Linked DNA regions of Triticum aestivum: region 1 is linked to region 2. A link is a contact called in public Hi-C data. All regions are on one chromosome and are shown on one strand. Each heading gives the region's core, a stretch centred on a gene start, on an enhancer-like site or on the middle of the called end of the contact. The rest is flanking DNA. Distances are from core to core; before and after follow the strand shown.

Region 1 (4,810 bases), core at 468-2,967, 130 kb after region 2:
AACACTAGTGTTCTTCAGTAGCTCTGTAAAATACGGAGCTATTTCCCAGACATCCACCTCTGGCATCCAAATTAAAGTCCAACAGTCAAAACATGAAATAATGTGAAAACACACCATATATAATATTACCAGCAAAAGCATTTTACACTTGAAATTGCAGTACCTCCTGATAAGAGCTCATACAACATGGGCTTAAATACAAATCTTTCAGATTGATCAACCAGCATCACCTGCAACATTTTTCCCCCTTCTTAGTAAAATGTTACATCATTTCTTTAGAAAACACAAATGATTGGATTGCAGGATATGGGGACTGAGAAAAAGTGTCAAACTACAAATACCACCAACCCACGCTACTTCGATGTAGAATGGGATAGCACCAGGCAAATCTATAAGTTTCTAGCACAAGGAGCATCATCATTTTACCTGAGGCTTGTTATTACCAGGCCATACAAGAGATTCTAGTCTCAGAGCAGTATACAGCCCACCAAATCCACCACCCAAAATGCATACTCGTGGCCGCTGAAAACAAGAGAACACATTCAGTAAATCTGTAAATGGGACATAAGGGCATAAGGCTTTAGCAGAAGCATGCCAAACTTTCCGCTGAACAATAATACTCACAAGTTACCCTACATACAGACAAAATGCATGGACGGACATGAACTCCAGAAGCAAAACTTAAGGACACCCTGGTCTAGAAAAAACATAAGGGCACACAATTCCTCAAAAAATAAAATCCGTGCATATGAATAACGAGTCCCCATCAAGCAGTTAAACTCTAGAGTTGCCATATATCAAAACAATACTGAGTTACTCAAGTGTTCTATTAAACATAAGATCTATTTGGGTATATATATCTGAATGAAGTGTGCCAAACCAAAGTGTGTTCACTGGGACTAAGTTAGCACAAAACTGCAAACTCTACATACACAAGTCAGTGCTAAAACAGCTGTAGAGGACTTGATCCGTAAAATACACATTGATAGTATTACCAGTGTGCTAATCAAACAGAAAAAAATATATATCATCAGACAACAATGGATTTAAGGATGTGGGTAATCAAAATCCAGTATACCTGCTTGTCCGGCCAGGGGTACAGCGGAATCGGTGCTTCATCAATTGATTGAGGACGAGAGAACCCACCATCCCCGGAGCTACTTGAAGCCATGCATCTGAACAGTCCAGACGGCAGCCCAAACATTGCCGGGACATCACCGATTCTCCACGAGTTTTTGAGGACTGGATTCTTCCACGAATTCGTACCCCCTGTCAGGATCCAGACGAGCAGTCAGTTAGCCTGAGAACAAAATGTCACCCAACGAATCCGCCACTTTCCAAATCGCCCCATTCCGCAAAACTGGAAAGCGCACAAAACCATGCTCGAGTATGCCACAGTACTCCGCATGGAGCTTAAATCAGAGAACCGCAGTCGCGGGAAGAGGGCTGGGGGAGCTTGTGGCCTCACCGAACGGGCCGCGGAGGCGCGCCGAGGCGGGGAAGGGCCGGCCGCGGGGGGCCGACGGGCGGCCCCATGGAGCCGCGCGGCAGCTCATCGGCGGCTAGGGGGGACGGGTGCGAGCGAGACGTGGCGCGCGTGCGGTCGTAGCCTAGCTCCCGGCGATAGGGGGGGAGAAGCAAAAGGAGTTGTCTCCGGAGAGACACGACACGACGAGAGCCGGCAGCGTACCCGTACCAGTCGTAGTAGCGCTGCGGCTCCTCCGCCGGCCGCGTCGTCGCGGAGCCTCCGAGCCCGCTGGCAGCCACCCGCTGAAGATCAGGCTTGGGAATCTGCGCGGCCCATAATGCGCAAGATGGGCCTGATTTGTGCTCTGGAGCGTCCTCAAAAAATTAAAAAATAAAGCATTCTTCTAGGATTTGCACGCAGATAGAAAACTTGTTCATCTCTACAAAAATTTCAGTCCTTTTTTTATTTTCTTTACTATTTTATTTGAATTCAATGTTCGCCCTGGAGCATATGAGCTCATGATCCGCTATGGATTTTCGGCCTTCTAGGTGGTTTTTGAAAGAGAAAATAGCATTCTTGGTCTAGAACAGATTTCACTAAAAAAGGGTCTAATAAAGGTTTTTCTTTGCTTAATATCCTAAAGGGTACTTTTAAAATACTATAAAATCCCTTTTCGCACCAAGTAATACCTGCTGCATGTAATTTTTATTTCGTTATCTGGTTTAGAGTGATGTGTTTTTTTAGCATGTCCAAGAAAATCGACCGCATTGTCTTTATTTGTTCAGTAAAATCTTTTTGTTCCCCGCAAAAAAAACTTTTTGTTGATGCAGGAAAATAGAATTATAGATCTTTCTGTTGACATAAAAGAAATATTTGAGAGATCATCTCGCTTCAACAATTTTTTTTCGAGAGTACGCAAATTGTATACCATAGCTTTATAAAAGAAGAGAATATCAATTACAAGGCCACTACCACTTGCTGCGAACAACGAGCGTAGCAAAACTCCACACCTGGCTTGTCCAAGGACAGCCACCCACGACAACACAACAACAACGCAAAAGAGCCTACCCAAACCGAAAAACCTCACCGCGTCTTGACCGGCGGCGGTCACCTCCGAAGAACAGCAGCTCCCTCCAAGCTTCCCTTATCAATGCACCATCCCCCATAAAGCCAAGAGGAGGTGGCAAGAGGATGGCGGGACTCGATCCGACCTGAGAAAGACACCGTCTTGGAATCACCGGCGACGACCGTGCATTGCGTCGGGGAAGAACGATCAGGGCAACGGTGAACACCGGAGGAGCGCAACATAGGAACTCCAAGTCTCCCAGCACGATGCTCCCAACAGAGAGACGACGTCGAGGACGCCGCCATCATGTCGATTCAGGTCCGAATCAAGGCTTTCGCCCGGAGACAACTGCCAATACCAAGCAAGTGAGGAACTTGGCGACACACTCGGCGACGCCTCCAGGGAGGGGAATGACACCCACGGGTGCCATCGCCGCCGGCCCGACCATAAACCAGACTAGATTTTCATCCGTAATGCCGCGTCACTCCACTCCTCCAAGGTATTGGACAATACCGTCCATGATGCCTCGCACCGCCGCCACCGCAGCAAATTGCCGTCGAGGGTGGGTGCGCAGCCGTGGTTCTCTCCCACCCTCACTGCCGAGAGAACGCGACCAACACAGCATCCACCAAGTCGTGCAAGGGCCAGATCCAGCATTGTCGGCCTTCACCCACACCAGGGGACTACCACAAGCATGGAGCTGACCCATGCCTCTACTCACACTCCTGCGCCTACTCCACCGGGGCATCACCGCACGCTCCTCACACGGCGGCCGGCCGATCACCCGCTGCCCGCCAAGATACCTTCCTGGCAGGGCCTCCTCGGCGCCGCCACCACCACGGCCGAGCTCACGCCGCCGCCACCAGTAGAGCTGGGCTCCACCTACCTCTGCCATCCTGCTGTGCCCCTGGATCTGCTCGCGCCGCCGCACTCCGCGTCCCCCGCCGTGAAAGCCCACCACCACCATGGCCGCCTCAGGGACGTCCCGCTCCGCGCGAAGGGGAGCCGTCCAGAGGGCGCAGCCAGCGCCCGCCGCCTTCGCCGACCAGGCGCGGCCGCCACCGCCGGCGCCGGCGGCGGCAGCGGCCAGGGGGATGGGATCTAAGGTGTTGGAGGCTAGGGTTTGGGGGAGCCGCACGCGCGTGCGGCCCTGGAGGGTGGAAGAAACTCTCGCTTCAACAATAACGATGTTTCGGCTGATCTCAACTCAACCCCTGAGCTGGTTGTTGGTTTTCATGTCTATGAAAAAATATATAAAATACTTCCAGCACCGAGCTAATTCAAGATCCTAGCTCGATGCTGTATAAGTGTATTAATGCAGTATATGGCAGATAAAAATATGACAGGGTGTTGAATCTTTTTTAACAAAGAAGAAAACTTGCGTGACCTTTGCATCATATGGTGCACGTCCCTAATACACTCAACCAAAATGTCTACCATTTAGGAACAGAGGTATTGTTACAAGATTTAAAAATTGCAAATATAAATATGACCAAGCTAGATAATGGTATAGACAAAACAAGTATTGTAAAGCCTAATAAATCCTTGTCCATGCTATATGAAGAAACCCTTGATGTCTGCCTACAGCCAAAATTTTGGATAAGACCAGAAATGCTATTTACAAGTTTAAAAAAAGTATAGTTTTTTTTTGGAAAGATACATATAGATGTTCTTTCCAAGTTTTTTTTGGAAAGTTTTACTAAATAATAGGATGATATGTAGGGTATAAAAAAGATAAAATTATGTCCCAAAAACAATTAAAAAAAAGTAGGCACGTATGAAAATATATATTGCTGGAAATTCATATGCACATACCACGAAATAATGTTCATGCATAGCTGGCACGAAAAATATCGGCCAGTCAGTTCTTTGAAAAACGGGCTACCCGTCGATTTCCATAAAAGAAACGCCAAAGTGTATTACAAAAAGTTCACAATAAAGAAACTAAAACAGAAAGACAGCGAGACAAGCTACTAGCTACAGACTATCGGTCATTCAGATGCGAAAACGGTACGGTAGGACATCCTGTTTATCTCATGTAGCTGCCGACTACGCGCATATAGCGACAAAACAAGTTGGTTCTGAAACGTTGGAAGAAAGACAAGTGGTTCTAATGACAGAAATCGCCATGGCAATGAACCTCTCATCACACCGCCCGTAGCTCAGGTTATATAGTCACAACTCACAAGGCCTTCACTTCCCCGCAAAAAAAAAAAAAAAAAAAAAAAAAAAGGCCTTCACTGACAGAGTAAAGATCATCGTCCTTGTAGTCATCA
Region 2 (5,078 bases), core at 437-2,936:
TTCTCAAAAAAAAAAGATTAGTGGGATTTGAACTACCCACCAGAGCGCTGATGGCTGCAGGTCATAAACACCAGGTCAAGCTCATTTCGTTGACTACACACTAGGAAATACTAGTATTATTTGACTGCTTTAGATAACTTATATACCTAGTATAAATTATTTTGAAAAGAAAGTATAAATTTGGAAAAGAATTCTAAAAAATAATGAAAACAACCACGAATTTGAAAAGAATGTTCATACAAATTGGAAAAAGTTTGTGGAAATGGAAAAAAAATCATTGGTACTAAAAAAGTTCAACAAATTTGAAAAAAAAGTTCATCAATTTTGGAAAACAATTTGTCGACTTCCAAAAAAGTTCATCAATTTTGAATTAATTTTTTTAAATAGTTCATCAAATTTGAAAAAAATCTCATGAATTTTGAAAATTTTCATGGTGTTTAGAAAAAATCTCATAAATTTTAAAATGTTCATTAGATTTGAAAAAAAAATCATCGAATAGAGAAAAGTTCATCGATTTATTAAAAAAAGTTAACCAAAATATTAAAATGTTGTTGATTTCGTAAAAAAGGTAATCGAATTTCAAAAAAAATCATCAATTTTTTTAAAAAGGTTTGATTTGAAAACAAATCATGAATTTTAAGAAAAGAAAAAAGGAAACAAAAATAGAAAAGAAAAAAAATGGAAAACGTAGGGGGGAGGGTGTTTTCTCTGCATAGAAAGGTGAAAAAAAGAAGTAGGTATTTAGAAGCGTCAAGGTGGCGTAGTAGTTAGTGTAGTCGACACTGAAGGGAGAGATCGCTGGTTCAATCCAGGGCGATCGCACTATTCGCACCTTTTTATGAGTCATAGAATGGGTCGGCCCAGATCTGAGGCGTAGTGTGCTCCGATTTGCAATTTGAACTGCAACCGGCGCCTGAAGCGCCAAATAGGGTTTTCCCTGATAAGTGCCACACGTGTTTCACGGAGGAATACATTTTTTAATGACAACTTTAGTTGTGAAGCATGGCAACTTTCTGTTTGGATGGCAAGTTTCAGTTTTTTTTGTTTTTTATTGTAATCTTAGTTATAATGGCGGGATGTTGCAATTTTTTCCTTCTACCCATGATGCAGAGGTGGCGGAACTGATGGCATGCCGGAGGGCTCTGCCGCTGGCGAATGAACTATATGTTCAGAGGATCATTCTCGAGATAAACTCACAAGTGGTGGAGAGAAAGCTCGTGAATGAAGAGAAGGACTTCTCGGCCAACGGGCAACTAGTGGAGGAGATAAAAGTGTTACTTGGATCATTTTCAGACTTTAGGGTTGCTTGGTTGCGACGCTTTGCAAATAATGTCGCACACGTCCTAGCTAGGGAGGGTTGCTTTAAATCTTTATGTAAAACTTGGCTCCATGTGTCTCCCGAGTGTGTTAGCTCGGAGATCATCTCTGAAGGGGCGTTAAACATTGAATAGAATGACAACTTTTTCCCCTAAAAGAAAAGTTATAAAAACGTTTGAACGGTGTTACTTCGTGCCACACATATGACACCTAAATGCATTCGAGGGCCCAGAAACTTCTTAGCGCCGCGACGAAGAGCCAGAAGGCCCAGAAGGGACTTATTCGGTCTCTTAGTTTGTGGATCACAGTGGTAAGGCCTACTGTCCGCGGCCCACTGGACTGCTAATATACAAAACAGAAATCATTTCTTGCCCTCTCCAGCGTCGCGCGACGATCCATCCACCGAAAGCCCACACGAAAGAACGAGCACGCGCGAGGATGGCGGGCACAACCACCACCGGCGGCGGCGGCGGGGGAGCGGCTCAGGGGGGTCGCCGGGCGCTGGGGCTGCTGGCGAGCGCGGCGAAGCGGAAGGACGGGTTCGTGCAGCTGCTGCTGATGTCGGGCATCCTCATGATGAGCCTGCGGTCCCTGAGCCAGAAGCACCGCGTCCGCGACCTCGCCAACGACGCCGCCGAGCTCAGCCTCGAGCAGGAGCACATCTCCCACCGCATGCGCGAGCTTCGGGACGAGCTCGACCGCGAGGCCGGCGCCGACCCCTCGGGCGCGTTCGCCTCCCACCTCCGACGCATCTTCGCCGCTCACCCTCCCACCCCCGCCGCCGCCCCCGCCCCCGCCACCGACGACCACTAGCTCCCTCGTCTCCGTTCAGATCGTGGCGGCGCGCCTTGTTCTTCGACGGCTTCGTCCCTGTTTACTCTTTGTGATCTCGGTTCTTGCCTTGTGTAGATGCTTCTGAACCATGGCCGTGCACGCCATGTGTTTGTGGAAATGCCGGGAAGGGGCTGCCGGATTGTATCGAACCGGAAACCACCCACATTTTGTTACCTACTCACAGCGCGCCACATTGTGCTGCACTTGGATGGATTAATTTTGCACTTTTCTCTATATATCAATAATTTTGTTGAGTTGGTTGTTGATGCTCTCTATATGCTTGAAGAATTAGATGCCACAGCCGGCTATGGTGATGCTGAAACAAAAGTAGAATCACGTAGGTGTCCAGTTGCATTCAAATTTCGTGGACTGCATTTGAATGCCATACGTGTACCTGGAGTTATATGGACTGATGGTGACTGATCCTGCTTGACTCAAGGTCACCACAAGAATGCCAGACTTAACTGCGCATTAGTTGCTCACCCCAAGTGTAACGCAGATGATGTCTAATGTCTGAAAGCCATAAAGAGCTCCGGGAAATACAGCACTGATAGCTTTCTCAAGAAAAGTTTTGAGAGTTGTGGCTCGTTCGTGTCACCGTCATGCCGAGTGAGGTTACCACCACTTAACCGCCGCTCGTTGCTCCCCAAACCTCAAATCCCCCGCTCCCATGGCCGAGTGCGCTCGCAAAAATCGAGAGCATTTTTTTGCATACCCATCTTGCAGTGCTGTGCCATGGTTTGAGCAATTGGGCACTGCTTGGTCAATTCACATTTGCCGGTCGAGCTTCTGGAAACCATCAGTTCTGAATCAGTAGTTATCTGACCTTCTCCGTTTGGGATTTGGCTTTGGGTGTTATCAGGTGAGGAAGCTACAGAAGGTGTTTGCGAGAGAGGAGAAGAGGCGGAAGGAGCTGCCGCTAGAGCCGAAGCAGAAAGCATCCTATGAGATACCGCAGAAGCTGCATGATTTGGGAGCAAACAGCAACACCACCGAACCGTAAGGTAGTATCGCCTTGCTCTGTTGACAACTTGGAATACTGATGCTAAGCTGGAATTGTCATCAGGTGCACTTGGAATGTTCGAGTGTTGCACTCTCATAGCCAGTATTAACACGTGGATTTTGTACCCCTCTGCGACATGTAGTCATTGGTTTGCATTGTTTTTGTGGATGGCGTGCTCGTGCATCTGGCCTAATCTGCCATTTGAATTACCAGGCGCTTTGTTGGCCGGGGCATGGGTCATCTCATGGTTCCAAATTCAGATGAGTTTGAAGTGTGCATTCGACACATCTGAGAAGCAGCACAATTTTCGGGTTAAAGAAATAACATAATTTGGCTTCTTCATTTTCCTTTTCCATTTGTAGCATTTGCATCTGTTCTACTCCCTTTACTAACTTCATATATAAGCAGCAGATTTTGACACAGCATTTGGATTTCTATCAGTGCAGCTTCTTTTTCATCTAGAGACTTCTTAGTTCTTACTATGCTCTATGAATTAACCCTTGGTCAGAAAATGATGACAGGATGGTGCCATGATCTGTCAACAATTCAGAAAAGTTAGGCGTCTTTTGATGTTGCTTCATATTGTCAACTGCTGCTGTCATTTCATTTTCTTGCGCAGTTTATATATATTGTCACGTATATAGCATTTACCAATTTATTTAGTTTTGGAAATGACTGAAGACGATTTGGATTTCTTCTGGAATGATTTTAAAAAATGATGTAAGAAATATTTGAGTGACTGCTTTTTGTACGTATTGATGTTGCAGAAGAAGGGATAGGATAAAGGTCCATCCGATTATGGTGGTGCTGCTATTCGATGGGGCTTAACACATCATAAAGAAAGTGCTGCTGATTGCTGTGAAGCTTGCATAGCCAAGAGGGCCCAGCCTGGAGCACTAAAATGCAATATATGGTTTATTATCCATCAGAGTATGGATGCCACTCATCTGATAAATATGAGCATAAGCATCAAGAGTGCTGGTTGAAACGGTATTACCCAGTCGATGTTTCTGTATATATTTAACCATTGGAACTCTAGTTTTGTCTTGTGCATCTCTGGTGATGTTTGTTCAGAAAATGGTACTGAGGCATCTTTCCTTGAAAGCACTTCAGCCTGATTTGTTTTGCATAATTGGTTCAAATTTCCGAGGCTTTTTTTTTCCTTTTCAACATTTAGAAATAGGAGAAAAAACTTCTACTCCTCGTTGAAGGTTATCCATATGAGATTGTATCATAAAACATGGCACCTGCCTGTAACTCGGTTGTCAAGTGGAAAGAGTGGACAGTGCATGTTCAACAGCAGCTGATAAGGCACGCTTGTTCTATGAGATGGTCAATACGATCACTTTATCTTACATGTCATTGGAGCTAGAACCTAAAATTTTAGAAGATTTAACTGTCTGCACAGTATTGCAACATGTAGAAGCTTTTATGCTTTAGCATATTACTTTGCTACCTTTAACTTGCAGAGACTTCGATACTGTGTTCTCGATGTAGATCCAATTTTAATTGCTTGCCAGAGAAAAGGATGCGATGCAACATTTGAAGTCGATGTGTTCCCTCTTATTGTTGACTCTCACAAAGTAATTTGATGTGCTGGTTTGAGGTTGCAGGCTGATCGTCCTAAATTGAACTTCAAAGACCGTTATTCCGAGTCGTACGGAGATTCTCGTCTTTCTACTCCCATTTTTGTGCCATGGATGTCAGGCGTCGCTGGTGCAAGAGCTGCTTAGGGCCTACAAATGCTCAATATGATCACCTTATCCTGTACATTTTTACACACTCACAGTAGCATTTGTTTTCCTTTACTTATTATCCTTAAGATTATTCGGTAGCTCAAGTTTGTCGGGTTTTGGAAGGACTACTGCTGGTTAAAATCCTTCTTAGAGCAGGAAAAAAAAAGGAACACATGATTCAAGTTTAT

What was found. Hi-C and Micro-C count contacts between places; a contact is called where the count stands out from the background.
Region 1: a contact with region 2 is called in a Hi-C map of leaf, with 4 times the contacts expected there. The contact joins the promoter of LOC123161869 here to the promoter of LOC123159018 in region 2. A contact is called at or near these places in 3 of 5 Hi-C or Micro-C datasets (leaf and an unstated tissue) and 1 of 1 datasets of contacts at active chromatin or transcription factors (leaf).

What each region holds. Positions count from the first base shown.
Region 1 is chr7B:89,789,223-89,794,032 of IWGSC CS RefSeq v2.1, forward strand. LOC123161869 (alternative NAD(P)H-ubiquinone oxidoreductase C1, chloroplastic/mitochondrial) reads right to left here and starts at 1,718. Exons shown (of 12, transcript XM_044579688.1): 1 at 1,469-1,718; 2 at 1,079-1,269; 3 at 427-522; 4 at 164-230; 5 at 1-59. The coding sequence starts at 1,556. It also overlaps the pseudogene LOC123161782.
Region 2 is chr7B:89,656,439-89,661,516 of IWGSC CS RefSeq v2.1, forward strand. LOC123159018 reads left to right here and starts at 1,687. Exons shown (of 1, transcript XM_044576820.1): 1 at 1,687-2,426. The coding sequence starts at 1,756. The coding sequence ends at 2,130. It also overlaps the pseudogene LOC123157709.